7 separate regions of the Mus musculus genome follow, and all the other regions are linked to region 1. The links are chromatin contacts, called in public ChIA-PET, Hi-C, HiChIP or PLAC-seq and Micro-C maps. All regions are on one chromosome and are shown on one strand. Each heading gives the region's core, a stretch centred on a gene start, on an enhancer-like site or on the middle of the called end of the contact. The rest is flanking DNA. Distances are from core to core; before and after follow the strand shown.

Evidence for each region. Hi-C and Micro-C count contacts between places; a contact is called where the count stands out from the background. ChIA-PET counts read pairs in DNA pulled down with a chosen protein or histone mark. HiChIP or PLAC-seq counts read pairs in DNA pulled down with a chosen protein or histone mark.
Region 2: a contact with region 1 is called in a Hi-C map of Th1 cells, with 4 times the contacts expected there. The contact joins the promoter of Psmc1 here to the promoter of 1700064M15Rik in region 1. A contact is called at or near these places in 3 of 39 promoter capture datasets (the 3T3-L1 cell line, the C10 cell line and pre-B cells), 9 of 484 Hi-C or Micro-C datasets (B cells, the Ba/F3 cell line, Th1 cells and 6 more) and 3 of 115 datasets of contacts at active chromatin or transcription factors (astrocytes, embryonic forebrain and memory CD8 T cells).
Region 3: an H3K4me3 HiChIP or PLAC-seq map of embryonic stem cells shows a contact between it and region 1, with 7 times the contacts expected there. The contact joins the promoter of 4930474N09Rik here to the promoter of 1700064M15Rik in region 1. A contact is called at or near these places in 1 of 15 datasets of contacts at CTCF or cohesin (large pre-B cells), 9 of 115 datasets of contacts at active chromatin or transcription factors (astrocytes, bone marrow-derived macrophages, embryonic limb bud and 2 more) and 1 of 9 other capture datasets (embryonic stem cells).
Region 4: a Hi-C map of Th1 cells shows a contact between it and region 1, with 2.4 times the contacts expected there. The contact joins the enhancer-like site here to the promoter of 1700064M15Rik in region 1. A contact is called at or near these places in 4 of 484 Hi-C or Micro-C datasets (the C2C12 cell line, the N1E-115 cell line, Th1 cells and 1 more), 8 of 115 datasets of contacts at active chromatin or transcription factors (astrocytes, cardiomyocytes, embryonic forebrain and 5 more) and 1 of 9 other capture datasets (embryonic stem cells).
Region 5: an RNA polymerase II ChIA-PET map of memory CD8 T cells shows a contact between it and region 1, with 9 read pairs. The contact joins the enhancer-like site here to the promoter of 1700064M15Rik in region 1. A contact is called at or near these places in 3 of 484 Hi-C or Micro-C datasets (the N1E-115 cell line, cerebral cortex and uterus), 6 of 115 datasets of contacts at active chromatin or transcription factors (bone marrow-derived macrophages, cardiomyocytes, embryonic forebrain and 3 more) and 1 of 9 other capture datasets (embryonic stem cells).
Region 6: a Hi-C map of embryonic fibroblasts shows a contact between it and region 1, with 2.3 times the contacts expected there. The contact joins the enhancer-like site here to the promoter of 1700064M15Rik in region 1. A contact is called at or near these places in 1 of 484 Hi-C or Micro-C datasets (embryonic fibroblasts) and 2 of 115 datasets of contacts at active chromatin or transcription factors (bone marrow-derived macrophages and embryonic stem cells).
Region 7: a contact with region 1 is called in a Micro-C map of embryonic stem cells, with 1.9 times the contacts expected there. The contact joins the promoter of Kcnk13 here to the promoter of 1700064M15Rik in region 1. A contact is called at or near these places in 6 of 39 promoter capture datasets (the C10 cell line, embryonic stem cells, liver and 3 more), 1 of 15 datasets of contacts at CTCF or cohesin (pro-B cells), 13 of 484 Hi-C or Micro-C datasets (B cells, the N1E-115 cell line, adipose-derived mesenchymal stem cells and 5 more), 3 of 115 datasets of contacts at active chromatin or transcription factors (embryonic stem cells, microglia and stem cell-derived neural progenitor cells) and 2 of 9 other capture datasets (embryonic stem cells and pancreatic islet).

The regions. Positions count from the first base shown.
Region 1 is chr12:99,625,858-99,629,944 of GRCm38.p6, reverse strand. 1700064M15Rik (RIKEN cDNA 1700064M15 gene) reads left to right here and starts at 1,971. Exons shown (of 2, transcript NR_045288.2): 1 at 1,971-2,339; 2 at 3,617-3,892.
Region 2 is chr12:100,108,340-100,112,426 of GRCm38.p6, reverse strand. It overlaps Psmc1 (protease (prosome, macropain) 26S subunit, ATPase 1), which reads right to left and starts at 2,225. Exons shown (of 11, transcript NM_008947.3): 1 at 2,216-2,225; 2 at 43-96. The coding sequence starts at 2,218.
Region 3 is chr12:99,160,940-99,165,026 of GRCm38.p6, reverse strand. 4930474N09Rik (RIKEN cDNA 4930474N09 gene) reads left to right here and starts at 2,219. Exons shown (of 2, transcript NR_038130.1): 1 at 2,219-2,484; 2 at 2,841-3,750.
Region 4 is chr12:99,204,097-99,208,183 of GRCm38.p6, reverse strand. All of the region lies in intron 5 of Foxn3 (forkhead box N3), which reads left to right. Among named protein-coding and RNA genes, the nearest start is that of 4930474N09Rik, 43 kb to the right of the region's middle. Within about 2 kb of position 2,218, at least 20 of the 459 cell types and tissues checked have an H3K27ac peak or open chromatin away from gene starts, as enhancers often do. A contact at or near this core is called in Th1 cells, where this site is marked.
Region 5 is chr12:99,223,438-99,227,524 of GRCm38.p6, reverse strand. All of the region lies in intron 4 of Foxn3 (forkhead box N3), which reads left to right. Among named protein-coding and RNA genes, the nearest start is that of 4930474N09Rik, 63 kb to the right of the region's middle. Within about 2 kb of position 2,139, at least 90 of the 459 cell types and tissues checked have an H3K27ac peak or open chromatin away from gene starts, as enhancers often do. A contact at or near this core is called in bone marrow-derived macrophages, cerebral cortex, memory CD8 T cells and 1 more, where this site is marked.
Region 6 is chr12:99,262,259-99,266,345 of GRCm38.p6, reverse strand. The region is part of intron 4 of Foxn3 (forkhead box N3); the gene reads left to right. Among named protein-coding and RNA genes, the nearest start is that of Gm46371, 66 kb to the left of the region's middle. Within about 2 kb of position 1,750, at least 59 of the 459 cell types and tissues checked have an H3K27ac peak or open chromatin away from gene starts, as enhancers often do. A contact at or near this core is called in bone marrow-derived macrophages and embryonic fibroblasts, where this site is marked.
Region 7 is chr12:99,962,758-99,966,844 of GRCm38.p6, reverse strand. It overlaps Kcnk13 (potassium channel, subfamily K, member 13), which reads right to left and starts at 2,346. Exons shown (of 3, transcript NM_146037.2): 1 at 2,044-2,346; 2 at 565-1,641. The coding sequence starts at 898.

The DNA of each region.
Region 1 (4,087 bases), core at 722-3,221:
GATGTGTAAGGAAATCCAATTAAGAGCTACAGCCCATTTTGCACTCTGAAAGCAGAGACTGGTTACCATACTGTCAGAAGAAACCAACCCTGAGGAGGAGGCAGGACTACTGACACATGAAGGGACAGGAAGGCAGATGCTGATACTCAGCTAAACCACCAGGGTGATACTAGCTTCCTCCATACCCAGGCTGAACTCAAAATAAGCCAGTTGGAGCAACCACTGTGTAACGGAGACATGGTTGCAAAGAGCTCTGATTTCTCAAGGAATCGGTGTCGGCTCACTTGGTCAACCGAGCTCAGTGTTGGCTCAGTCAGACTGAGCCACCTGGCTTAGCAGAGGGCTCTTAGAAGACGATAGTAATTGGGTAGATCGATATTAGTTATTGCTTTGGACCAACTGTAGAATCAGTGGCTATGGTTTAATCTCACTAAATCTGTCACCAGTTAGAACCTTGAATAATTTGTGGCAGAGTGGAATAGACTTACCTTGTGGGGTGGAGGGGTGGGGGTGGCGAGATAGACTGTAATGGGTGCTATAGGTAGTCTCTTCCCATCCTGCCAGGTCCCACCCAGCCCCCGAGTGTTTAGATGCTTTACTGCTCACATCTCGGACTTCCAACTTCCGACAGAGGACTTCCTTTCTTTATTTTACAATAGTTAATTCATCCTGGCCCAGCCAAGGTCCCAGAACACTAGGTGTTTATGCTCACAAGGTTCCATGCAGCCAAAGATGGCTGCAGGGATGGAGGCGGGGCTGGGGTGAGGGAGAGAGAAAACTAACAATGGTTGTACAAGGGATACCCTTGCTGTGAAATGGATGCTTTGGGTCAAGCTGTGGCTGGATCTTCACCTTAAATTATTACTCTTTAGCTTGGCTCCTCACCACTCCCCCTATAATAGTTTCTGCTGGAAGCACTTCCTTAATAAATAGCTTGCACACATATCCATGACAACCCAACAGTTCCCTAGGAAAAATAAATAAATGATAAATAGGTAAACTTTGTGGACATAGTTTAGTAGAAAACAATTTTTTACACCCCTCCTTCCAAGGATCTACCCCAACACGGGATAACCACAACCAGCGAGTCAGTCTTTGGTTACCATTTTCTCTCTTTACTAAGAATTTCGAGTTTCTCATTGTGCCAGGAGTACTTTACAGACAGGGACATCTGCAAATTATCAGGGATGCATCCCAGTGTAAACCGTTTGTCCAAAGGTATTTTGGCCATCTCTGATTTCAAGTTCTCAATCCTCTTGTCAGACCTTGTTCCAGACAGCATGTCCCAGTTGGTGTGGGTATGCGTGCTTGGACAGCAGAGAGAATGGGGGTCTAGCCAAGAGGCAGCCTAGGGGGAAATTTGAGCAATCTAAAAAAACTGGACCTCATGAGTATCCTGTCCCATCCACCCAGCTGTTTGACCTTGGCTACACTTTATGTTAAATGAATTAACTAACCTCTATATCATAAGATTTTTATTTAAAAGAATTAGATGACATACAGAAAGTGCTTTGCACATCTCCTGGTTGAACGCAAGACATGGATCCGGCTAGAGAGGAAAGAACAGTGGGTTAGGAAGCCTTCCAGGGACTTTAGGGACTTTTAAATCAGATCAAGTGAGGACAGACGAGGAGGGAGGGGAGAGGAAACAAAACAGAGGTGTTTCCTCCCCAGAAAGGGCCACATTGCTCCTGGGTCAAGGAAAGTGGACCTCATGAGGGCCAGGAAGGGGCGACTCTCTCCAAAGGAAGAAGCTCTGAGACACTGGGCCACCACGTGGCCGTCAACCCTACCCCCACCTCCACCCCCCACCTCAGTCACCACCAGGCAGAAGTAGGTGAAGGGTGGAAGCCCAGAGACCGCGCCGCGGAGGCGGACGCCCGCTGCAGGTCTCCTAGCAACGCCCGCCCCGCCCCGCCGGGCTTGGAGCGCCGGCGCCCGAGAGCGGGGACCGGCAGGCCATGGTTGCCATGGCAGCGCAGCCGCCGCGCCTGATGCTGGCGGCTTCTGCGAGAAGCTCGGGCCCTGAGCCCCGTGTGGGCGGCCCGGCGGCAGCCCCAGCTCGCCCAGAATGGCCCAGCCACCGAGTCGCCCCTCCGGCGTAGCCGGATCCCGTGCTCCGGTCCACGTCTACGGGGGCGGGTCACGGCTTGGAGACTTTCAGTTCCTGGGGACCGAGTTGATCTTCCCGGCAATGTCTAAACTCGGCAGAAACGTGCGTGCGCGCTCCCTCACGCGCACACACCAGCGGCCTTGAGGCTGTGCTTCTTTTACGCAAATGTTTTCTCCTGAAAGACTTTTTTTTTTTTAAGTCTAAGAAAGAGTATATGCAGAAAACGGTGAGGCTTCCAAATTCTGTCTTCGAAAACAACGTTGAAATAAATGATCCATTTCTTAAGGGCCATTTTAAAATCGAAAATGTCCGTATACTGGATTCTGAATCCGGACTGGCAATCTGCAGTGGGCTTCACCCGGAGAATCCGGTTAGAGGTTTTAAAATTTAAACCGTTTACACCACCCCACTCCGCCCCTTGCTAGGGCAATAGTCTCGCTAGGGCAGGAGAAGCCACTCGCATATACAAAGCTCATTCTCTGGCTTGAGAGTATTTTTAACTGAGGCGGAGTCAGTCACGTGTTTGTGATTTTAATCAAATTGACAAGGGCTCTGAACAGGAAAAGCTTGCCATCTAAATTCGAACACAACGTTAGGGACATAGTGAAGCAGCCTCTTTGGTCTTGTTTGAATCAGAGCTTTTCACATCTTAATGTTCTGCATATATTTTCCTCGATCCACTGCAACTGGAAAATTTAAATGAAAGCCTATTTCTTAGATTCATTTTTATGGTAAATGTCTCTGGGCTGAGATTATGCATATTCTCGATCAACAAGAAACCCGAGCAGCAATCACCGGGAATTGAGCACCTTGCTGATTGAGCAACACTTGAACCTGGAGGCATGAACAGCCCTAATCTCAAAGTGAAAATCCTTCACGGTATATTTCAAAAGAATATTTACAGCTAACCTTTTCCACTCCGAAGGATCATTCACTTGCAACTTTCTTACCCATCGCTTTGTCAGAGTAATCGCTTTTAAAAACTACTTTTTACCGATTTTTTTAGTTTGTAGCTGGTGAGATGATCATATAAAAAGTATTTATGGGGACGCAGATGAAATGACTCAGCAGGTAAAGGTATTTGCCGTGCGAGCCAGACAAGTCAGTAGGACCCCTGGAAGCCATATAAAGATGGAAGGAGAGGACGCAGGCCCAGGTGCATCTGTACCCACACACAGTGATGGCTGATGTCGGTGACTGAGTTTTTAAAGTATAGCCAGATATGGTGGAACATGCCTGTAACTGTAACACTGTGGGGAGGCAGAAGCAGGAAGTCCACTGCAGGTTGGAGGTCAGCCTGGTCTACACAGCTAGACAACGTCTAAAACAACAACAATAACAAAAAAGAGCACAGTTTTAAGAAATTGCTGTGTAGCCAAGGCTAGCCTTGAACTCTCCTGCTCTCCTACTCCACAGGAATGCACCACCGTGTCTAGCTATGAAACAAGGTGTATGGACACATGCATAGCTATTCTCTGACTCTTAGTCATTTTCTCCTTTCAGGGTCAAAACAGAAGAGCAGTATCATTTACATGGTGGAGGGGAGAAGATTAATTCTGAAAGCGCAACCAAGCATCTGAAAACAACAGTCTCCTGTTTAGCTAGTATTGGAGGAGAAAAATAACCAACCTACGCTACTATGTATACTTGATAAATTTTTCATGGAAAGGGTGAATCAGTGAATCGACTTCGGATTTGCTGGTTTAAATATGTTGATTGTTGAAACGACAGTGAATGTTATCATTAAATTAGCCCTTGTTAATGTTTTCTCTTTGGTAATTCTCGCCATCTCTCTGACTGTTCATTCATTATCCCACAGCTCTTTCTCACAAAGGTTATACATTGGTATGGGCCCAGAAAACTTGACTGCAGGATATTGGAAAGTGTCTGCAAGTGTTTGGCAATTAGAATTACCCAGATCAGCTCTTTAACTGCTGGGTTAGATGTTGTTATTGTTGTTGTTTTGGGGTGTTT
Region 2 (4,087 bases), core at 976-3,475, 480 kb before region 1:
AGGCAGTTTCTATGGCCCGATCAGATCTTGCTTGGTATTTACCTTGTCATCCTTCTTGCCACCCCCAGGACCATGGCCACCACTCTGGCTTTGACCCTGAAAGATAAAAAAAGACAAAACACACATAAATTCAGAATACTATCACTTCACTGGTACTTTGGCTCTAAAACACAAGCACCCCCACCCCCACCCACTGTAATGTGTGGAAAATGAGTACCTGGGCTCCCAGGTATGCACTTACTGTGTAGACATTACTTGCCTCTTAGAACCAAGAGCCATGCGACAATGAGGAGCCAGTAAGAAAGCTGGCAGCCAGAGAGCACCCCTCTCAACCGGGAGGTTCAGACTTGCCACCCTCTAATGTCAGTTACCTCCCCGACTGTGAAAAGAGACTCGCCACGCATGGTCATTTACTCTCTCCAGAGATCCACAGGACCCAGAAGACTTTCAGCAGCAACCTACCAAGCTCCTATCCTGACAGCCTGGGACCCAGACAAGACTTCCTTCCCGATCTGAAAAGCTGTCATCTTAAAACGCATGAAAAGCTCATCGGGATTTCTGACTTTAAAACAATGCTTAACACTGGGCGATGCCTTAAATGGTGGTCCTTTAAATTCCTGTGCAAAGATATGTGGTTTAGTGTACGTGTGGGTCTGTGCCCGCATGCCGGGGCACTCGAGAGGAAGCCAGAGGGCGACTTCCAGGGATTCTTTCCTTCTGCCTTGTGGGTCCTGGAGTCAACTCAAGCTGCCAGGCTTCATGTCGAGTGCCATCCCATCTGCCCAACAGTGGAGCTTGAAACAGGAGTAACAGTGGACTCACTGATTCACCACCCTAGGGAAGCACCTCTCACTACAACACTGGTGGCTTCAGTACCAGGACAAAACCACCTCAGAAATGATGCCAAGCATAAAGCACATTCGACCACACGCAAGGCTCGGACCTACTCAGAGCTGGAGTTACAGACCATTCTGGAGCCTGCTGGCATGCATGGGTGCCGGGAACCAAACGTGGGTTCTCTCAAAGTGCAGCAGGTGTTCTTTACCCCTGAGCCGCTTGATTCTCAAAGCCCCCTTGATACACAGGCAGATAAAAGGACCAAGGTCCAGGGAGGTTAACGGCCCTGTATATTGTCACAAAGCTTGTTAGACAGAAATCACACTAAGTTCTGCTGTCTCTCAAACCCAGAGGGTTTCTCAACTGCTCTAGAAAAGAAAGGATTTGTGCCCCACCAATGGTCACTGGCTGTATTTCTGTTTCCTCATTAAAATGGGGACATTAATAATAATCTTCGGGGTTGTTCTAAGAAGTAAGAACAACTCTGGGGAAATGCCTGGCGCATGTTCGGGATACTTTTTGTTTGTTTGTTTGTTTGTTTGCTTTTCCGAGACAGGGTTTCTCTGTGTAACTTTGGCTGTGCTGGGACTCACTCTGTAGACCAGGATGACCTCGAACTCAGAAATCCACCTGCCTCTGCCTCTCGAGTGCTGGGATTAAAGTCGTGCGCCACCACCGCCCGGCTTGGGATACTTTTCAAAGTCATCACCGGTCCTTTGTGTGCTCTGGCCTTCACCTACATTCAGATGCATTGGCCTGGCAGCTCATGATTCGGGCGGACTTCAGGGTTGCCTCCTTTTGCATTTCCTGACCCTCTGCCCTGCCCGGGCTTCGCTCAGCTATCAGTACAGATTACTCCCTTACAACCTTAATTTAGGCCTCGATTTAGATTTCACATCCACGAAGGGTCCTTCGCTGATACCCTAACAAAACCAGCCACCTTCTTACAACACAGCTACGTAACGATCTGGCCCGGTCCTGTTCCCTGACATATTTATTGTCTCCCTGCTCTAGAACGGAAGCGCCATCATCAACCGTGCTCGCCCGGTAACCTCCGTGCCTACATCTGAATCCGGCTCAACCAACCAAACCGGAGAGCGCTGAGCCGTCTGCGGAGAAACACTACGCTGGCTCTGCGGCTCAGCCGCTGTCCCCAGCGTCGGCCGGGCTGTCCCACTCGGCTTCAGCCCTTCAGCGCCTGCCTACTCGAGCGGTTCACAGCCCGGTCTCTCCCTGGGCGCCGTGCATCCTGCCCGCGTCCGCCAGGGAGTGAGATCCGCTCCGACCCGCGATGAACCCGAGCGTCACATCGCCTCGTCCTCCCGCCTTGGGGCGCATGGATGTTTGAGACGACCAGCCGAAACCCTTAGTCACTCACCATCTTCCTTCAGTCCTCCAAATCGCCACCGCCGGAAGTGCATCCACCAAAGCGACCCGGACAGAACGGAAGTAACTTTAAAAAAAAAAAAAAAAAACAGGCTACGGAAGCCTATCGGGACCAACTTCCTCACGGGCGAAGTTGAGCACGAAGGGCTTATTTCGGCGGTTTGGTACAAGGATTGGTTAAACATGTGGGCACTTAAAATAGTTTACTCGAGGGAATTCTAAGTAGCTGATCTTGGGCTTTTGTCAGTAACTTAAGACAATGATCTTGGACGTTGGAGACTTGGGGAAAATATGAAAATTTTAGAAATTTAAAAGGATGCAAAATTATAATTGGGAAGAAGTATTTATGTCAGGCAGGAATGGCGCTTGGGACTGAGAAGTTGATGTGTACACAGCATTTATGATCTTCTTTAGTTTCTGAACTTTGTAGCTCTCTTGAAAATAGTTCTTTGCCGAAAGAGATCTAAATGTGTGCTTTTTTTTTTTTTCTTCCCTCTGATGACAAGGGACTGATGATGGTGGCTAATACTGTGTTAAAATTACCCTTGAGGCGCTGGAGAGAGGGCTCAGCAGTGAAGAGCAGGGGACCCACATGGCAACTAACAACCATTCAGGGCACCTGTAAGCACGTGATGTGCAAACTCATACATGTAAACATAAACAAAGTAATTAAAAATTAAAAAAAAAAAAAAGACAGGACACTGAATGTGGAGAGAGTCCAAGTATCACTGAGGAGGGACACAAACTGGGGCTTGGGGCCCCAGGCAGGTGTTACACATTGTTATTAATTAGTGTTATTAATGTTAACGATAAATTCTTTAGCTTGTCCATGTAAGTACTCTTTGTGTTCCTATTCCTAAGTAAGAGTTTGAGGGATAGGAAATCTGACTCCCTAATTAACAGCTACTTTGAACAAAAGAACTGGTTAGTCAAACAGCCCGAAGGACCTGGCTATTTTGAGTACTCCACAGACACACTGAGAACTATACACAATCCCAGTTGATGGCCTTAGCCGTTCCCAACACCTTGTATCAGACCTTTTGCTATCATTCAATGAATTTCAGAAGACCCTGCCATCATTTCTACCTAGCCCAGGTGGGGCTATTTCCCCTGATGGTCCAGCAGACAGAAACTGTGTGTTGTAAGGTGAAGGTTAAAGGGACAAGGTGACTGGTGCCAACACAAACCTTCATCAATACCCACGTGTGCTATGGTTATCTGAATCTTTATCTTGCTATATATACAGGCTGCTCCAAGCTTGCTGGGTGAGTTGGCTGGAGGACACTCCATTGCTGCCTCCCTGGATGTTGTAACATGAGGCTCAATAAAAGACTTCCTTTGGTCTTGTCTTGCCTGCTTTGATGGTAAAGGGAGGAAGTTAAATTTACTCTTGGGAGGCTGGAGACATGAACTGGTAGCACAGAGAAGCAGCAGATGTGGTGAAGGCAAAGGCGGTGGACCAACGGTGGCAGCAACGTTTAGATGTGTGATTGGGCGCTGAACGGCAACTGGATTGTTTGACAGCAGTGTGAGACAGAGGGAGAAGGGGATGGAAGCAGAGAGTTGTAAGAAGGCGAGAGCTGTAAATGGCTCCAGAGTGGGTAGAGACATGAGGACTGTGAGTTGGAGACCAGCCTGGTCTACGTAGCAAGTTCTAGGCTAGCCAGGGCTACATAGCCTCTGTCTCAGAGGCAAAAAAGTTACAAGTGGGAAGATTTAAAGGGTTCTGGTCTGTGTTAAAAGTGGCTTCAAGGCCAGCATTGCTTGGGATGCCTAGGAGTGTGACCCAAATATGACCGAAAGGACAGGAGGCTCCCTAAGAGGCCGGCACACACAGAACCGATGACGCTTAGGACTTGCCTTC
Region 3 (4,087 bases), core at 970-3,469, 470 kb after region 1:
TTGCATTGGTAAGAAAGACCACCATTCTGAGAAGGGAGGGAATGTGCTGAAAGCATCAGCCTGGCTCTTGCATGTGGCCCGGTTCTACCTCATCTTCACTGCATAAGATCCTAGGGCTGGTAAGGAGCCTCTTGGCAGTCTATTGGGCTGAGCATCTGTAGCCTTGCTGTCCTCAATAGTAATAGACTGGAGTAGAAGGCAGCTCAAGGGTCAGGAGGAGCAACAGGCTCCTTTCTGTGCACAATGACAGGCAATCGGTATCGGATGAGACACCCCTGTCCCCCTCCCAGGAGTTTGGGGGTTGACACAGCAACACCTGCCTTGCACAGCAACACCTTGTAGGCAGGTGCTATAAGAGGAGTTAAAGATGCCAAGTGCTCTTGCTTCACGTTGGCCTTGGGCCTGCTACATAGGTGCTTTCCTGTTTTGGCAATGTTTACGGTCCTATATGTTTCCCTTGCCAGTGGATAGACCTGTACTCAATAAAAGGCTGCCTTCTGTTTCTAACATGAAAAGACATTGGAGATGGGGCTTGAAGCCCTGGAAGGAATCAATACTCTTATAGTATCCTGAGTGCCTCATGTTGTGGGTCTTCAATCCTGAGACTCTGCCCCTCAAACCTCTAAGTGTTACCTAGAAAGTCCATACTTGAAAACCTCATGTGAGGTTTCCCTCCAACCGCATCTTCTCCACTCCAGCTACTAAATGAGAGCACATCAACAAAGCAAGCAACAAACTCTAGCGAGGACATGCACTCAAGGGCACTTGTTCAATGAAGGTGGGAATGTCCTGCCACTAGGGACACCAAGACAGACTTGCCGCAAGAACTAAAGCTAGCTCTATCATATGGCCCAGCTGGACCACTCCTGGGTCTTTACTCAGTGGAGTCCAGCTTAGCACATCCCAGGGATGCTTGCGCATCGATGTTTATTGAAGCACTAACCACAACAGATACGTTGCAGACCCAACCCAGCAGGATAAAGAGTGGTGTATGCGTACGCAGTAGGATGTTTTTCAGTCATAAAGAAGGACGGCGTTGTGTTGTTTTCAGGAAAATGGATACAACTAAAGATAATCAGAGTAAGCAAGGCATGCCAGCCTCAGGCAGATAAATCCAAACCTTGCTAAGGGAAAGAAGCCAGGCAAATGTGGTTACGCGAATCATTTCATCCACATGTGCAGAAGAGATAAAGGCACAGTTTCACAAAGTGCACTGGTATGTGCTCTAGGCAAATAAATGTAGGAAAGGAGGAACGGAGTGTTATGTTGGGATCTTCAGTGTCCCCTAAGGGTTTATAGGCTAGAGACTTGGTTCCCTTTGAAGGGTGTATTATGGGAGTTAGATCCTTGAGTCTGGAGAACTGGAGAGCTCTCCTTTCTCTCTCGCTTCCCGGGTCACAGTGATGTTACTACACCTCCTCTTCCACACGTTCCCCCAGAAGGCTACGCTGTCCTGAGCGTGGGAACAGCTGCTTAGGATTCAGGTCCTTCCTAAAAGACTGACAAAGAATTGAACTCCCAGGAACAAAAGAAGTGAAGGCTCAGAAAGAGTGAAAGCTGGTGTTTATTGAAGCAGAGAGAAAAGGCGAAGAATAGCCTGGAGGGTAGGGTCCCCGAGAAGCTGGCAGGCCGCCAAGTGGTCTCTGAACGCCATGGCCCCTTGGGACACTCCTTTCATTGGTCCTCGCTCCCCGCTTACCATTTCACCAGGTAGGATAGAAATAACCCCAAACACATGGCCTTGTTTGATGGAGGGCTTTGATGGAGGGCTTTGACAGATAGGTGGCCTTGGTTACTAGACACAATCCAGCTGTGATGTGGGAGTGGCCTCTCTCTTCCTCTGACCCTTTCTCTGGCTTCCTACTCCTTAACGACACAGATCCGAAGCAGCAAGGCCGAGGGAGCACAGACCGAAGCTGCCGAAACTGTGAGCCAGAATCAACCTTTCTTCCTTAGGATTTTCAAGATCTCGGGTACCATATTCCACAACTGACAGCTGACTGACGCTGGCAGGAACTGTTTAATGGGACAGATTTTTCTTCTGGGGAGGAAAATGAATGGCAGGGGACACATTAAGGGAGAAGAACTCATTCCATTGTTTGAAGTAGGGTGTATATGCAACTCCATGCAGGGTCCTGGGATTCTAGCTGCATTGTTAGAATGGAGAGTGCATAGCCTGAGCCAAGTAGACTCCTGGGTTGCTAAGAAACCTCGAATCTTGCCTGCCTCAAGGAAAGAAGACCAGAGAAACACCCCGGAGGAGGCTCGGTCTGGAATGTAACTATGGGAGGCACATGCTTTCTAGAATGTTCAGATCATAATGAAGCAGATTGTGATAGGCCAGGAAGCTGTGATCTGGACACAGCTCTCCACAGACACAATGAAGAGCCTTGGCAGATCGTGAAACGTGTCAGGCTTCCCTGCCTTCCTTTAGCTTGGGGTTCCATCTAGTTCAGACAGTCCACGGGGCACCAGGGTTAAAATGTAAGTCACTGCAGCTGACATCTGGGAGGAAGTAGAACACCTCTGTGGAGGGGATGATAATGGGAGAATCTGGAGAAGAGACAAGAGCGTCTCCAGATCACGTGACACTTCGGGAAGCGAGAGGGCGTGGCTCGGGACGGAAGTGAGCCTGAGAATTTGGGCAGCTCTATCTCCAGTTTTTCCTTTTACCTAAAAGCGGCCACTCAGATTGTGAAGCAGAACTTGGCAGGGGTGGGGGTAGCAGCTTCCTCCTGGTTTCCCTGGGGCTGGTGGTGTTACCATGGTGATGGAAGGGCAGTTTGTTGTATGCCTTTGCGCTGTGACTACTCCCCCCTTTGTTCTTCTCCCAACTATAGGTGTTTCTTCCAGAGCTACAAGAAAGAGCCAAGTAGGGGATTTCTGTGCTCACCTCGGGAACGGATCTCCTTCTCCTCTGTTAACCTTTCTATCCTGTGAGGGAGTCAGTCCCTGGATTATAAATTCTGGATTATAAATTCTGAGGCGCTTGGTTCCTGTTTCTTGAGGGGAGGCAGAGACACCAAAACCTTTGAAATAAGACATACTGAATGAGAACAGAACAAAGTTGGGTCTGTCCCTTTATTCTGTTTCTGGCAGTCGTGGTGGAGAGATGCTTTCTGGGAAGAACTCAGTAGTTGCCTCTGCTGAAGTCAATTTCTAAAGGTTAGGGATGTGAGCCTTTTTAACTCACCCTGTATTAACTCATTCCGGCCATATCATTCATGTGAGCTCCTTGAAGCCCTTATGGAACCTATTTATTCTCTCAGACATTATTGGATTCCAAAGGGTAGAGGCAACCCTGAAGACGTGTGGCTGCGTTCTGCCCTCATCCATCAGCCGTGGACTCCAATGGGGATGTCATGTTCTCCATAGAGGCATCTCTGCTGGGCCTCTTTCCTTGGCTCTGCGCAAGAATCTATGACCCTGGAAAAGTCATGCAATCTCTCAGTGTAGGCTTCCTAGACTAACAGACAGAAGCAGAGGCTCACGGGGCAATAGGTTCTGAAGGCTGGGACTGTACCCCAGTCACTGTTGCTCCTCCAGGGCCCGAGATGGTCCTTTGCATGTCATCGTGAGTCAGGAAATGGCTGTCAAATGGGAGAGAGAAAAAAGAGGCAACAGAGCACCAAGCCCAATGACCTAAGTTTGACACCCAGAAAACTGTGGAATCAGAGTCTCAAGTCTTGTTATTTGTCCTCTGATCTCTATGTGTGCCATGGTACATGAAAACACACTAAATATATGTTTAAAAACAGGTTTTTTGTTTGTTTGTTTTATATATATATATAAGAAAGCTTTGATGGTGATCCTTCCATACCAGCTGGAATTGTTGACAAGTAACAGGCACCATCTCAACTGAGCAAATGGGGACTCCACAACGCCCATCACTGGGAAGTCTTTGGGCAGAGCTGTTTTCTGAGTGACTGGATCCCAAGGGCTCTGTGAAGCCACCAGAGAGCTGAGAGCTTTGGAGGTTGTTAGGGGCTGAGGATTCATTGGGGATGGGTAGCTCTATTTCAAAGAGACCACCTCGGGGTGGGGGTAGGGCTGGAGTTAGGAGGTGAAGCTCTGTGCACAAAAGCCT
Region 4 (4,087 bases), core at 969-3,468, 420 kb after region 1:
TCAGCTGCCCTTTCTTTCTTTCTTTCTTTCTTTCTTTCTTTCTTTCTTTCTTTCTTTCTTTCTTTCTTTCTTCCTTCCTTCCTTCCTTCCTTCCTTCCTTCCTTCCTTTCTTTCTTTCTTTCTTTCTTTCTTTTCCCCCCCACACCTGGGTCATGCTCACCTTGTGTTATTTTCTTTTCTGTTGTTGTCGTCATAATATAACTTAGGGCAGAAAGGTTTTATTTTGTCATAGTTCCAGAGTGGACACAGTCCATCATGGTGGGGAAGCTGACTGGTTATCATCTCTCACACACACACACAGACGCACGCACGCACGCACACACGCACACACACGCGCGCGCGCAGAATATTGTCCAAATATGGCCTTGTGCCTGCCCAATCTCCTCAGATTTCCAAAAGAAGTTGTTGGGGGGGGGGGTGTACTAGGCTCTGTCATCCTGGGGACATTTGCTTGTGGTTCCTGGCCTCTTTTAGGGTGACCACAGGCACCACAGTGAGTATGCAGCTGTGTGCACATTTACAGATTCTACATTGCCTGAGACTCAGTAAGATGTGTGACTGGGAGAGAAATCTTCTTCTCACTCCCTTTCATCATAAAATTTAAGTTCGGCCACCTGCCACTTGAACCTAAATTCACCTGCGCTTGAGAAATAAACAGTCCAGTGAAGAATGGAGTCCTGAATGTCTCCTGCAGGTGCACAGGACAGTGTGTGCCTGAGGGTCCTGCAGGTGTTCCAATGTTCACCTAGGAGAGTCACTAGCACCCACTACAGGCCAGGGTCCGCCTCTCCTTTGTGTGACAGGTTTTCTACGTAATTCTAAGCACTTCCCAACTTAAGTGAAAATATTTGTCTTTCAGGGATTTTTTTTCCCCTCTCTACTGAGTGGCAAAGGCCATGTTTGTTTGTCTTGAGTCTGAAACTGTTATTGACATAGGTGAAGTGTTACTTTTATTAGCTGATCGTTACACAGCTTGTATTTGCTGGGTTCCTTTGCATATAATTATGATGGGAAACCTCCCCGTAAGAGCATCTGTCAATAGTGTAATTGACTCGGCCGTGTTGACTTTTTACTCAATAACCTCCAAGATTGGCCCATCCTTAGACATCGGAAAGCTGCTTATCTTTACATTTGCCGGGCCGTAGCGTGCTCGGGATGCAGCCCCTCGCGGTCACTGCTCACCTCTGCGCCCTGCCTGCTTCTTCTATTGCTTTTCCTGGGGGGAATCCCAGCAGGGGTGCTACAGAATGGCTGGAAATGATGTCAGAGTGCCCCCCTGACACCCATGAGATTCCATTCCTAATACAACAGATATCTATATGAGAGAGATTCCATCTAGCGGAGCACGTGCTCACAGACCTGGGAGAAGAGGCAGACAGAGTTCTTCCCACTTAGTGCCCTGTGCTGCCTCCCAGGTAGGGAGGCCACAACCCTGTCGGGTCTGAAACAGCTTAGTTTTAATTTCAAGATCCTTTTTTTAAATATAGAAAGTTGGTTGTGTTTTTTTGTTTGTTTGTTTGTTTGTTTTTAATTTTTACTGTACATGTGTGTTTTGCCTTCATGTGTTGCCCACTAGAGACTAAAAGAGAGAGGGTGTTGTGAATTAAGAACGTTGCGAGCCACCGCGTTGGTACTAGGAACTGAGCTGTGGTCCTCTGAAAGAGCATGAAGTGCTCGTAACCACTGAGCAGTCCCCAGGCACTCTTTAAATGTCATGTGTCTGGGGGTGGGGAGCATAGAGGTCAGGGCTATGTGCAGGAGCCCATTTCCTCTCCCCACTGTGTGAGTTCCAGGGTTTGAACTCCGATTCTCAGGCTTAGCAGCAACTGCCTTTAGCAGCTAAACCATCTCACTGGCCCTTTGGGGCCACCCCAATGAAAACGACCTGACTCCCCCAGTTTTCCCAGAGGATTGAGAGAGTGGGTATGAGGTGAGCCCTTGTAGGGCCACAGCGTCCTGAATCTATGCAGAGAAGCTCAGGAAACAGACTCCTGGGTGTGGCTCAGAGAGCCACAGAGACCTGTATGGGTCCCATGTCCCAGAGACCTATATGGGTCCCATGGATTATTGACTTTAGCACAGCTGTGAGCCCTGCGCATACCAAGTCAGCTCCAGTGCAGATGCTTACAGTAGATGTGAGGAGCCCCATAGCCTCCCAGGTCTCCTTCCCACGAACCAGAGGCTGGGTCCTGAACATCAGGAAGTGGCTTTAGCTGAACAACCGCTGCCACCTTTAGTGCAGCGCAGACTTGTGGTAAGGCTTTAAGGAGTGATGCACGTCTAGCCCTCTGCATGCCCCACCGTAAGGAATTTCCCTGTAGTCGCCATATGAGACTGCTTGATTTCATTTGGGTCTCTAAGAACCTTGAAGACATTTCCGAGGAACAGGAAACAAGGCAGCCATTGCTGCTGGTCACACTACCAGTTCTTGAGGTCAGACCATCTGGAGAACCCTTCTTGGCCAGCTCTGTTCCTGGTTGCTTGGAGATGTTCCGAGGGTGTAGCATTGATGGATCCTGAAGATAGAAGTAGAGGGGTCTCTTCACACACTGTCTTGTGTTGTGTTGTATTGTTGTGTTGTGTTTTGCAAGACCAAGCAGCTGTTGTCTTTTGTCTCTAAAACTGTGACCTTCAAGGCAGCTTCAGAACATATTATTAAATTATGTGTGTTGGGCGATGATGGCCCCTTTAATCCCAGCACTCAGGAGTCAGAGGCAGAGGAAGGCAGGTCTCTGAGTTCTAATACATCCTGCTCTACAGAGTAAGTTCCAGAATAGCCAGGGCTACACAGAAAATCCCTGTCTTGGGGGTCGGGGGGAGATAAGTTTCGAGGCAGAAGAAAATATTAAAAAGTGAGGTGGAGAAAGGATCCAAAGAAAGCCATCAGAAAGAACACTAGAGTCTCTCCTGGGCCTCGTGTCCCAGCAACAGTCTCTGCCCGACTCCTCAAGCGCAGCGATCAGCAGCCACTGGGGCATCCTTTGTATCTCTGGTGCTTGGAAGTCCTAATGGTTCCTTTCTTCCCCCTGTATCCGAAGATCCACAGCTCCTGCAGATTCGGGGTAGGCCACTGAATGTGGGAGAGGTTCCGGACCTTCCTTTCCTGTTTGTGTTCTGTGAGCTCGTGCATGAAAGCCGTGTTTGTCATTGTCACCTTGTATGTCTCTGTATTTGTTGACCCCAGGAAGTGGCAGCCCCTCAGCCCTAGACTCCTTCCCCTCGCCTCCCCTCAGATGGGACTCTAGGACTAAAAGGAGCCATGAACTTTATTTTGAAGATGAGGTTCAGGTAGAATTAGGCTGAAGTTCTCTGACGAATGCTGGGGAAAACTACAAACCCCAAGTTCTGGCTTCCGGTCTTCTGAAGAACTTGGAGAACTTGGCTTGGTAAGATGGCGTTCTCTAAGCAGCTTTTCTGAAGTGATTCTTTGCCTGCCTTTCCTTACCATCCTTCTTCAGACTGGTGTGCTTGGACTCGCTCAACCACCCCCACCCCCACCCCCACCCCCACCCCCTCCGACCTTTATGTTTTGTGAATGTTTTGTCTGATTGTATGTCTGTATACCACATGTGTGCAGTGCTCACGGCTGTTAGAAGAGAACACCAGAGCCCCTGGAACTGGACTTTGTTGGTTGGTTGGTTGGTTGGTTGGTTTGGCTAGCTGGGACGCCATGTCTTCTTCCGGCATGCTCACTGAGGTTCATTACCTCATGCGGCTGTGACTGAGTCATTTTTACTGCTGTGCAGTGCTACACTGTGAGCGTCCCACAAGCTTTAACAGGAAATTTGGATGATTTGTGCTCATCTCACCAGCCCTTGATCCTGATATTTTTTTTTTTTTTAGGAAGACTCGGGCATGACGGTACACGCCTTTAACTTAACCCAGCACTAAGGTGGCCGTGAATTCAAGACCAGCCTGGTCTACATAGCGAGATTTTTAAAAAGAGAGAAAGAAAATAGAAAGAGTATGTTACAGTAATGACAAGATTCTGTCCAGTCCCACTTTGCTATATCTTATAATTAACAATTCTTGAATTTCATTTCCCCAAAAAAAAAAAATCTATCACCTTAAACTCACTGAAGTTTTT
Region 5 (4,087 bases), core at 890-3,389, 400 kb after region 1:
GAAGCGCGCTGAGTGCGGACAGGCTCCACTGCCAGTTAGTGCCCAGCTGTCTGGTGCTCCCACTGCCCCTCCCTGGTTTCTGTTCTCATCTCATGGCCTTCATGTCATCTCCAACTAAGAGACTTAAAATGTCCTTCCTTCCAGATACTAAGGTGGGGGAGGCAGAGAGGGGAGTTCTGAGCTCTTGTAGGAGCCCCACAGGAAGCCAGCATGTGCCAAAGTTTCTCCCTATATCCCTAGTTTAAAAACAACAAAACAAAACAAAACACAACCACCAGTAAGCAAGAGGGTTCAAAATGGAGATGTGGAGCCCAAAGGGCATCTCACGGACTTAACTCCTCTTCCTGTGACCCACAGGACAAATCCTAACCTGTATCAGGTCTCGTACCTCTGTCCTCTTCAAGTCTGGAAATTTAGATTGTTTTGTGCAATCCATTTCAGCTTGTTTGCCTCCCAGGCAGCTGGTAGAGAGACATCTGTCACCTAGTCAGAGGCGCTACAGAGGCAGACGTTCGTGAAATTTAGAACAGCAGGTGAAAGGTGTCCGCTGATAATCAGGACGAAAACTGCAGTCACTGTGCTCGATTGCTTTGGACACAGATTCAGCAAAGTAGACAGAGCTCAGGAGACATCAACAGTAAGGTCCTTGCTGCCAGGAGAAAATGGAGAAACAGCACTTGTGACCCTGAGACCCAGCCCAGACACTGTGCCACCCTAGCCGTGGGCAGTGTAGACCTAGACAGACCACAGCCCTGGCATCTGAGCTCAGTTCTGACCTCCTACAACCTTCCCCGGCATCCTTTTCAACAGGAAACAGAGTTGGGGGTAATAAGTGGGTTTGGTTGGCAAAGTGAGAAAGCTGCTTTGGACTGGGGTTGTCGCTTGGATAAACTTTATTCCCCTCTTCGGTTTTCAGAGTTAGTGATGATGCCGGCCTGTGGATTCAGTCAATTCTTTCTTTTCCTTAGGTTTGTCTGGTCAGGTTTTAATCTGAGAAAGACTAAAAGGATGTAGAAATGAGAACCTGCTGACATCTAAGCTACAGGTGTGGGTCACCCATCCTCCCCTGGCCTGCCTTGCTACAGATTCTTCCCGCTCTCCACTCTGGCTGTTAGTTTCCATGGTTTGAGCTGTCTTCAGAGCAACAAGTTTGGATGCATCCTATGTGGAGAGTCAGATTTGGAGGGTTATGTGGTGTCTGGCTCTCAGATAACTTGCCTCTGAGATGGCACTGGTGTGGCCAAGCTGGAGGTGTTCTCAGTGCCTCTAAGTCTCCCCTTCTTGAGGGCCTTTTAATTTTTTAAATTTGTATAATTTTGTACATGTGTGCATGTATGCTTGTGGGGGAGAGCTTGTGCCACCTCACGTGCTGTGAGGAGTTGGTCTCTCTCTCCATCCAGCTTGTTGTCTCTGCTCTCGTTTACTCCAGGCTAGTTTGTCCCTGGAGCTTCTAGATCTTTCTTCTGTCTCTGCCTCCCATCTTCCCAGGGGAGTACTGGGATTACAGGGGCAGGCTACATCCAGCTTTTCCTCGGTTACAGGATTCGAACTCTCAGATCATGGGGCTTGCTCAGCTAAAGTTTTTATCCTCCATACAATCCCTCCTCCACTTCCCCTGCCTTCAGTATACTTTGTTTTCGGTCAAGAAGTCACTATTGCAGCAGTGGCTGGCCTGGAGCTTTCTGTGTAGACCATGCTGGCCTCAAACTCATGGGCAATCCCTCTGCATTTGTTCCCAAGTACCAGGATAATGGTATGCCAGTGTGCCACACTATTACCTGGAAGGTCTAAAGTGTCCTTGCTATGGCTAGAGGCCTGTGTCACCAGCCCAGCTGACCCTGAGTCCTTCCTTTCGATGCACTCCTGGTGTGCTCTGTGCTCCTCCCTGCGTGAAGGCAGTGATTGAAGTTACACCCTGGCATCAGCCTTTGTTAGGCCGCTTCTTATTCTTCCCACCCCCCATGATGCTGCTTTCCCTACCCTGAGGAAAAGCCATAGTTCTGATGAGAGTCCCTCAGTCCCCGTGCCTGTAGCTCCTTCCTTCCTTCCTCTTGTTCCTGGCTCTTCCCCAGTGCTTCTGTCTTCACAACACCCAGGCAGAGGGGAAGTAGAGGTAGTGGTGGCAAGTGACGTCACCAGAGCCGACCGCACAACCAACTCCCTTCTGCTGCCGGCCAGACCACTTGCAGCTGCTTTAGATTGGTTGCAATGGAAGCCAAAGGCGTCAGTGACTTCAGAGTCACAAATGCAAATATTCTATATCTCTCTCAGAGATTTTGCACGAGGAGGGCAGGGGAGACAGGGATAAGCAACAAGGTGAATTTTCATGTCTCATTTTTTGCTGTGTTCTCCTTGAGGCAATGATTCAGAGGTTCCCTTCTCAGCTGTAGCACGTGTACATGTTAACTCAGCCACTGTTTCTCTCCACTCTCATCGTATGGACTAGATAATGCTGTATCCTGCACTGCGGAGTGTTAACCATCCCACCCAGTCATGATGATCAAAACTGTTTCCAGACATTGCCATATGTCCTTGGGCAAGGGAGAGGGAAATCGCCCCCAGTTGAGAAACAGGGCTCAGTTAGAAGGGCTTTGCTACTTCCTGGAGCGTTTTATGGCTTGTTTCTTTGTTTTCTAGTGTTTCTTGGTCCTAAGAGAGAATCGGGTCTTTTCTCTCTATTTTTAGGAATTAAGCAAATACTTCTTGGTATGTCGTTCTCACACGCAGTTACAGAAAATGGGTAAAGCTGTCTCAGAGCTAAATGATCAGGAAAAGTCATGGGAAGGGAAGGCTTTCGAGGGAGTGCTTTCTATTAGGCCTCAAGAAGATGGCTGATTGAGGTGCCTATTACCCAGTCAAAGTCGGCACGGGCCACGAGGTTGTCCCTGCATCCCTCAGTTCCTACCTGTTAATGGGTCCTCCTGGATGGTTTACCCCACCACCTACCCTGAGCTCTCCAACCCAGGGGCTGCTTTATAGCCCAGCCATTTGGGCTACACTGGCCCCTTTTCAAACTCTTTGGCCTCTGGAACTCTTAGCAGACACTCCAGGCTCCTCTCTCTTCCTCTCCTTATGATGGATCCCTGCTCCATTCGCTGGCCATGCCCTCTGTGGACTCTCCTGGATGCCTCTGCCTGTTCTCTCCCTTATATCCACACAAACTTGCTCCTCAACCCATGTCTAGAGAGGTCGTGTCCTCCTTTTCTTTTCTCCGTCCGCTTGCCTTTGCTCTGGGTTCTCTCCAGTCACATTCACAGCCCCTGCACGGAGTCTTAGCTTCCCTCTGCATGCACAATTCAGTGCCGTCTGGTTTTGACAGAGTCCCTAGTGAATTCCACTGTCCATCCTGAGCCCCGCACTCAGGTGCCATCCCTAGCCAAGGACTGAGTTCTACTCACCCGACCAGTGGCTAAGATAAAGTCACCCATTCATTTATCCTGTGTGTGCTTCGCTCCACACTGATAGGTCCCAAGTACCATCTTAAGCAGCAAGTGAGGCAGGCAAGGAAGAACCATAACGGCCCACTTGCCTTGTAGACAGGCATATGAGAAGACGCCAGGGTGCACCTCTGGTTGTCCATATCTGCACTACTATATTTAGTATGTGACATTTTCCCCACATATATTGTCTTTGGATCAATCGTGTGACATTATAACACCATGAAAATCACTTGACGTGTAAGGAGGAGTGGGGGAGGGGAACACATTCACTGATTTCCAGAAGTGATCAGACTGCCCAAGGTTTCTATCTGAGAAAACTGTTTGGTAGGCCTGCCAGCTCTGAGCTGGTTTGTTTTGTTCTGTTTTTTTTTTTTTTTGTTTGTTTGTTTTGTTTTTTTGAGAGTGAGGACCATGCCTTCTGTCTGCCTTTATATTCTAAGGTTGCTTAAATGCATAGCCTTTCCAGACACTTCTGTCTGGTACCCAACAGAAGTCACACCAAGAACCCGCCAAACACCTACCCAACAGGCCATGGCTTTGCAGGAGTGGTATATTCTCCTGGCTTTAAAGACTGTCCTCTACCTCCAGATACCTTGGAGCAGATGCTGCATCTGGAAGGTGCCGCTTGGAGTCCATAGTTCTGTCAG
Region 6 (4,087 bases), core at 501-3,000, 360 kb after region 1:
CAAAGGAATTTGCTCCCATTAGCCAGACATTTTAGACATGACTGAGAATAAAATAAAGACCTTCCACCACCACCCTTTTTACTCACTCTGAACTTGAAATGGGTTTCTTTATCCTAGGGTATGCTTGGAAAGGGTCCTTTACTTCTTCCTTAGAGGCCACATCTAGCAAAACGGAGAACACACCTAGCAGGTGAACTTAGACCAGATTGTCCACCTTGAAGCACTGCAGAGATGCTCTGATCCTGGGCAGCCCTCCCTCGAGAGTCCTCAGGGTCACTTGTTTAAACCCTTAGTATCCTAGAAGAGATTGCTAGGTCCCCGCAGGTCATTGTTTCTCCATGTCCATGAGCCCCCTGTGCACACAGGCCGAGGACACCGCCAGATGCACAGTCCCCTGGGCCAGTTTTCTCCAGACCCAGGCTGGCTTACATTCTGCCCTTGCCGAACACTGACAAGGAGGGAGCCATTTATAGTTAAACTAGTGGCTTCAGGCAGTCTCTGGCCCTGTCCCCAAGATCAGCACAGGGACCAAGCTGCAGATGCTTCATGCCTTTATAACCCTCTGCCTGACCTTGCCTCTTATCGCTGTACAGAGGTTCCCCACCTCCCCAAGTAAACCTGGTCACCCCAGTGCCTCAAAACTACCCACCCGAGGAAATGGTACTGTATTCTCTGCCCCAGTTAAAAGCTCACGCAAATGCCAAATTCAGTTTGTATTGTATCTTTCTTTAGTTAGTCAGCTTTTTTGAGGCAGGGTCTCCTGTAGCCTTAAACTCAATGTGTTATAGGGAAAGCCTTAAACTGATCCCCTGCCTCTGTGCTAAGATTGTAGGTATGCACCACCATGCCTGGCTTGTATTCTTTTGATACAGCCATATTTCTGCTTACCTTTTATCCCCCCAGAGAAATGGAGAGCAGAGGCTTAGGTAAATGTAGGCTTCACCTAGAATCTGGGTATCTTCACAGAGCCTCTGGTAGCATGATAGGCTTCCCAAAGTCAGAGTAAGAGAGTTCCTCTTAAGCTCTAGGCTCTATGGTTTTACCTCTGGTTAACTGAATTATTATCCCAGTTGGCGCTACTTAACCTCTTCCTTCCTCACAGTGCTTCCAGGTCCTGGATGCTTTGTAATGATTATCTCTTGTTTCCTGCAGCTTTTGGAGAATTAGTGGCCTGTGTGTTGTTTGGACGCGGACATAGCTGCCAAGAAGCATGTTGCATTATATGATACAAAAGAAATAGGTTAAAAATGAAGAAATACTCAGTAAAGGAGATGGTAGTTGATTGTGATCATGTGGAAAGAAAGTGTGATACCTTAAGTACTTGATTAACTCTGAGGACTCTTTATATTTGAAGGCTCAACCCTGTATCATAGTGGACCAAATACATCCCACATTCTGTGTAAACTATAAAGCTCAAGTTCCTCTTGGCAAGTTAAAGCAGTGTCATGTTCTTACACATTTAACCGAGCCCTGTTTCAAGTAAAAGCAAGGTGCTTTGGGGATGAATATTATAGTCCAGTCTCCGTGCCATCATAGACTGGAAATCTTGGCTTCCCAAGACTGACAAGTTGGGAACCCGATGGCTGAGTTGGCTCAGAGAAGTACCACAGCAAAGGAAGGGATTTGGGGACTTAAGCCAGATAGCCTAGACTGTCCCACAGGACCAGTGAGCTGCTCACCAGTGGGTACAGGAAGCGCCTGGGAGGCGGGAGGCATGACATGGGAGGACACACAAAGGCTTGCTCCAGTGCATGAGTTCTGTTTGTTCCCCTTTTGTTCCCCTTTTTGATGAAAGCACTGAATGTAAACCCAGAACTTTGCATCTAGATTCTTCCTCTTTCCTCTCGAATTTCAGAGTTAATAGCATGCTTCCAGCCCGAGCCGGGCACATGCATGACAATGGCAGAAACGTTAGGGTTTCTCTCTGACTGGGTCACTCCTCAGGGCATGAAGGGAAAGTTGGATGTCTGTGTCCAGGTTCTCCTCTGTGAAATGGAGACATCAAAGGGTGACCTCCTTTGTAAGCAGCAGTTTTTGTGGGCTCTCTCCAAACTGCTGTCTCACTAATTATCACACAGCAAGCTGGAGTTTAATGGTTTCATACGTATTTGTATCCCACTATCAGAAGCAAAACCCCAACCTTCAGTCATGCTCTCTTGCGCCTTTTCGGGAAAGGGCAACATGCCGAATGTTGTGGCTTTCCATGTCATCCAATGGCTTCATTCTGCTGGCAGAGGTGGGGTTCAGCCAAGTCGGTATGAACACTAACGGTCATGACTCAGTTCAGAAACAATCTTTATTCATGGGCGTTAATATTTGAATTTCATATCACATTCATGTGTCAGGAGTTATTTTTCCTTTTTTTGATTTTTTTTTTTCCCAGCAATGAAAATATGTTCAGACCATCAGAAGCCCCAGCTAGGGAGAAGCATACAGCTTTGGCCCACTGGCTGTAATAGGAGCATGTCCAAATTCCTGTTGGAATCTCGCACACTGCTGTGTCTTTTCTGGCATTGTCCCTTGCTGGCTTGTGCCTGTGTCTCCTGATTGAGCGGGGACCATGAGCCTTTCCTCCCTCAGTCGCCAGAGTCCCCCGTGTATAATAGGTGCTTGCTGAGTGCCTTCCAAATGAGTGGTGTAGCAATTATCCCCCTTGCAGCATGACCATGTCTACATGAAACATTCTGAAAAGGATGTCTCTTTCCTAGAAAGCTGCATCTGTCTAGGTAGGTGCCTGTGGAAGGTGTGCGGCCTCAAGTACCTGATGCCGCCTCCCGGCGGCCCCCTCACAGACTATGGTAGGTGCTTGTCAACAGATCCTCCCTCACCGACAGCTTCTGCCTCAGACGCTTACCTGAGCTGTCTGCCATGAGGACTCTGTCACATGAAAAGGGAGAGACGGTGACAGTGGGTGATGCATTGGAGAATGCTCCTTTCCACCGTTGGCAGGCTTTAGTGAAGAGAGCCTATCGGTGAAGTTCAGACTCTCGGGAGACTCATTTCAGTGTGCCCCGGAGATTCCTAATTTACCTGTGTTTGTATTTTTAAGGCAAGAGCTTTCTTTATAATTTCAATTATGGAACGATGTTTGGTATTCAGATGAGTTGGTGTTTGTACTGGCTCCATGGTTTCCCACCAGAGGCTCAAGATCCTTGGGGGAAAGATAGCCATGCACAGAGTTGGGTATGTGGGAGACACAATGCCAGGATGCACAAAGAAGAAATTACAACCATTTGCTTGTGTATTATTTTCTCAATTTGAAGCACTTGAATTCCAGAGCTCTTGAATCAAGAGGTTGAATTCCTGGCATTTTAAAGTATCCCACTTGAATAAGCTGCTTAAACCATTCAAATGGATTTTTTTTAAAAAAAATATGCCTACCTTCCCCTTCCCCCAAATCTCCAGTTTCTCAGATCGTTTGCTCTTGGGATTTTACTTAATTGAAGTTTCACCTTTTTACTTCAAATCAAAATCATTTCTGTAGTCAAGTAAGTTTTCATTGTGTTCTGGAGGGCCGTGTGGGGTTCACGTTGACTGTTGCCTGTCAGGTTAAAGGGGTTTTCCACAGACCTGCGGTAGCCCGTGCTTAGAGAACCTTCCAGAAGAAATCCCTCCGGCTCTCAGTTTCTCCCGGGAGTGTCTCTTATCTGTAAATACAGCACCACCTACATCTCCTACGTCTCAGGTCCAGTTTGACTAAATCTAGCCCCGGAGAGAAGTTATGGCCAGAGTCACAGCCGGCTCTGCCGCACACATGCACGCTTAACTACAGATCAGCCGCCTGGATGCACGAGTGTGAAGAGCAGAACTAAACTGGCAGTCATCAGTTTGCCTGTTTGAAAGAATCTATCAAGAGGCAGTGAGCCGGTTGTAGGGTCTTTGCCCTGGTGGCATTTTCTATGGTAGCAGGAAGCAAGCAGAGCAGTGAATGTGTAATTTGGTCTCAGGTCTGGCTCAGTGCCCAAAACGAAGAACCAAGCAAAGTAGAGATCAGGCTCTGTCGAGGGTGAGGTGTTAGTTTTAGACCAAGTAGCTCAGAATGGCCTTCCTGAAAATCTGATGCAGAGTCCCAAATGTGCTCCAACTG
Region 7 (4,087 bases), core at 1,097-3,596, 340 kb before region 1:
GGGCCCTAAACCCAATTCATAGGAACTCAAACTGGCTAGACCCACCGTCACCTTTCCACTGGTTTTTCACAGAAGGAAACACGGCCCATTCTTTGAGCCCCATTTTACACTCTTCTGCCTCTTTCCAGTTTGGAATTCTGAGAGTCTCTCTGTAAGTTTGAAATCACGGCCTTTTCTTTGAGCAGTGGCTTGTGCATAGTTCAACACTCAGTAAACGTTTCTAGCTTTGTGTCTCCTTGTAAGCTCTCTCCACAGAATTCACGAACTCAGCCCTGTCTGCTGAGCCAGACTGACTGTCTACAAAAGCGCTTCCCTAATTTAAGAACCATTCAAATTCCTGGCGACTGGCTAACAAAGAGCAGCTGGTTCTGGTCTAGGCAGAGGTCTGGGGTAATTCTAATAATCTTCGGGTGTGGTTGGGATCCATTCACACCTGTTGATTAGCCACAAAGGAATCCCGAGGTGCATCGCTGGGCGCCCAAGCGGAGAACCCCAAGGGTGAGATGCTAGGTCCTGTGAGGGCCCAGGAACTAGGGGCATGGTGTGACCAGGCGGCTCACTTACCTATGGTAGAAACCACTGTACCCACGAAGTAGAAGGCGCCCGTGAAGTCCCAGCGAGGGCGCACGCTGTCCATGCGGATGCCCGCCCTGGTGGCTTCCTCGTAGTGGCGGAGGAAACCTCGCAGCTCTTCACGGCTCAGGTTGTGGCCCCGGCTGAAGTTGGCCAGGCGCTCTTCCCAGCGCTGCTTGGCCTGCAACTCCTGCGCTAGCTCCAGCGCGGAGAAGACTGCGGCGCCGCCCAGCAGGTAGAGCAGGATGAGCCCAGCGAGCAGCAGGAAGCGCGCGTTGTCCTCGTTCAGGTGGCCGGGGCTGCAGCCGCAACCGCGGCCAGCCATGGCACTGGAGGACAGCTCCGCGAGGGTTGCTGCCCGCGGACTTGTGCCCACGCCCCGGGGAGGATGTGCTCTGCCGACCTTAGCCTGCTCTGCGTGCGGGCTCGCCCATGCCCGCCGCGCGTTCCCCAAGGCGGCGTGGATCTCCCGGCCGCCGCCGCCTCCTCGGTGGTTCCTGTGTAGCCAGCTCCCCACGTCCGCCTGGACTCGTGGTTTCGAATCCGCTTTGTCGTCGCCGCCTCCCTGTCCTCTCTGGAGTTCTCCTTAAGGCTGAAGACCAGAGGGTCGGGACACAGAATCTGCTTCGACTTGGTGCGAGGGTGCGGGCGACCCGGGTTCACCCGAGCTCCTAATTCGGCTCAGATTGGGGAGGGGGCGTGGCGTGCCTTCAAGGCAAACTCCCTAGAACTTGAACTCCTCTTGAAGAAAAAAAAGGTCGTGGGTCCAGAGAGAATCGGCGGGTAAGCTTCACATCAAGGTCCGGGTTCCTCGGAGCATTGCTTTCCAAGCTGTGATGGCTGGGATACGGGCTGTTCTCTGTCTTCGGTGCCTCTCCAGGTGGATCTGTGTTGCGTATTAGTGACAATGTTCTGCCGAGAGCCTCTATCCACCAGAATAACCAGGGCTCAGAGGTCGGAACGGGTTTGGGGCAGACGCACGGACGCAGGGACAGTGCGAAGAGGCAGATCAGCCGGCTCGGATCTCTGCTGGGCACACAGGCTCCACGGCAGCACGAGGGCGGACCGCTGTGGGGAGGAGAACAGAGGGGGAGGTTGGAACAGTGAAGGAAGTTAGAAGCATCCTCCCAGGGAGCCTTCCTTGACTTCCCCCATACCAGATCGCCCTTGGCCTCTAGGGCCTGCACCGGGCGTTCTCTGTCCACACGTGCCGGCCCTGCCAGCCCATCTCCCGGAGAACCGGCCAAGGACAGCGGCCAGAAGAGTTCCATCTCTTTCACCCGGTTTTGATCGCCTCGGCTCTGTAGTTCTTGCGCAGTCAGTGGCGCTGAGCTGAGAACTCCAAGCTACAACATGTAAGCCGGCAACAAGGTTCTTTTGTGAACCGCTGGGGCGCCCACCCAGAGACCCCCAACTTGCCATGAGCTCTGGAGCCGCCGTCGCCTTCGCGTCTCACCTTCCCAAACGCACCTGCTCTGTGGAACAGGTTCAGGATGGTTCCTGGCTTCCCTTCTCAAGTGGCCTTGCCCTGCCCAGTGGGGCTGAGAGCAGAAGTCCGTGCCCAGAGCTGCCTTCTCTGTGGAGTGCTCAAAAACTGCAACAGGTGGAGCTCTGCAGCTGCCAACCGAGGCGACTCCACCCGGTACCCGCCCCTTGGCCTCAGGGCCAGTCTCCTGCTCAGGTCTCCTCCGCTGGCGCTCGCCTGGACCTCTAAACAGCGATGCTTCTACCAGGGAGTGCAGATCCCTGGAGTGGTTGCTTAACAGATAGGTCGAGAGCCTCGATGGTCTGCGTGGGTTCCTCTCAGGCCAGAAGAGGGCGCTGCGTGCCCTCCAGACACACCTGGTTCCCAGCAGTTTAGCCACAGGGGATCGAATATAGCTGTGTGAAGGAATGGATTCATAGCCACCCACGGTCTAAACAGAATTTCTCCGCCTTTAGAGAGAGAGAGAGTGGTCCCAGGAGACCCACCCACGATACTAGCCAGAAACAGAACTAGAAAAGCTTGCAGTTCTGTTGAATAGATGCAAATGATTTTGGTGAGAGTAACTAACAGACCGTTTATCTTGCATTGTGTCTCCTGGGGAGGAAGAACTTTAGAGGGTATTGAGTTCACACCCAGGGTGAGTAACCCAATTACCTTTACTAGTTTAAGAAACATCTCAAGTACATCAAAATCGAATGACGTTTACAATGACACAACACACCACCACCTAGATTCTACAAGTGACAGTTTACCAGGCTTGCTTATATTTACCCATTCCTTTCTAGTCACCAACCCACTCAGGATGCACTTTGAATGGTTGTAGACACCCACACACTTTCACCCCATCTCCAGCCAGTATTGGCCATTATTAAGAGCTCTATCCTCGGATTTTTGCTTTTGTGGTAAAATTTGCATGCAATGACATGTCATTGTACCATTAGGTGAGTCCTGATAACTTTGGGAGCCAAACAATGGTGGCCTCCCTCCCTTATCATCTAAAAGCCACCAAAGGATTAAAGCTCCCACAAATATCTTCCCAGTAAATCCCCACCCACATTCCTGCAGAGGTAGCCACTATTCTGATTTCTTTTTCCACCATGGAATATTTCTCCTTTATAGAACTTGGTTTTGTTTATTCAGGTCTCTGTATTCATAAGAACCAGTTATGTGTCTTGTGTAAAGTGTGTTCCTGAAGTGTACCGACTGACATCATTTCAAACTAGCTTTTTCTAACCCACAACAATGCAGTGTCCACATCCTATAGACTGTTGACAGAGCCAGCCATTTTATTTTTAAGCCTTCTGTATACAGGCACATAAACTTATCTCCTTGGGGTTTTGTGTTCTCTGGACACCTTGTATATTGGACTTTTGTAAATGGTTGGACTATTTTGCCCACTTAAAAGCTTGGTTTTGGAGCTGGGGAGATGGCCAAGTCAGTAATGTGCTCATCACAGTGTGAGGACCAGAGTTCAGCTCCCCAACACACATACAGAAGGATGAGCATAGCTGTGGACTTTTGACATCCTACTCCTCCTGAGCAGGTAGGGCCAAGTGGAGCTGGCTAGCCACAGTTCCGTAGCCAAGTCAGTGAACTCTCGGTTCAGTGAGAGCCCCTCTGGTTTCCACATGCACACATGTGCACACACATACAACATGCACACACACACACACACACACACACACACACACACACACACACACACAATGGTCCCTGTTATTGAAGGGCAGTGTTTTATATAATCTAGACTACCAGTCCTTTCTTAGGTGTGTATTTTGCAACTATTATTACCATTATTTTTCTTCTTCTCTGGAATACCTACTTGTTTTAAAAAAGTTTCCTGACAAAGTTTTCAGTTTTGTTAAAGACCAGTTTTCCAGTCTGTAATGATTGATATACTTTGTGCATTATATTATTGCTTTCAAGGTTGCATATGTTCTTTGTCTCTCCCCTACTTTTGTATGGTTGGTCTGTGTGGTATAGAGTTTATTTATTATGCATGTGAGACAAAGTTCACCTTGTCCAAAA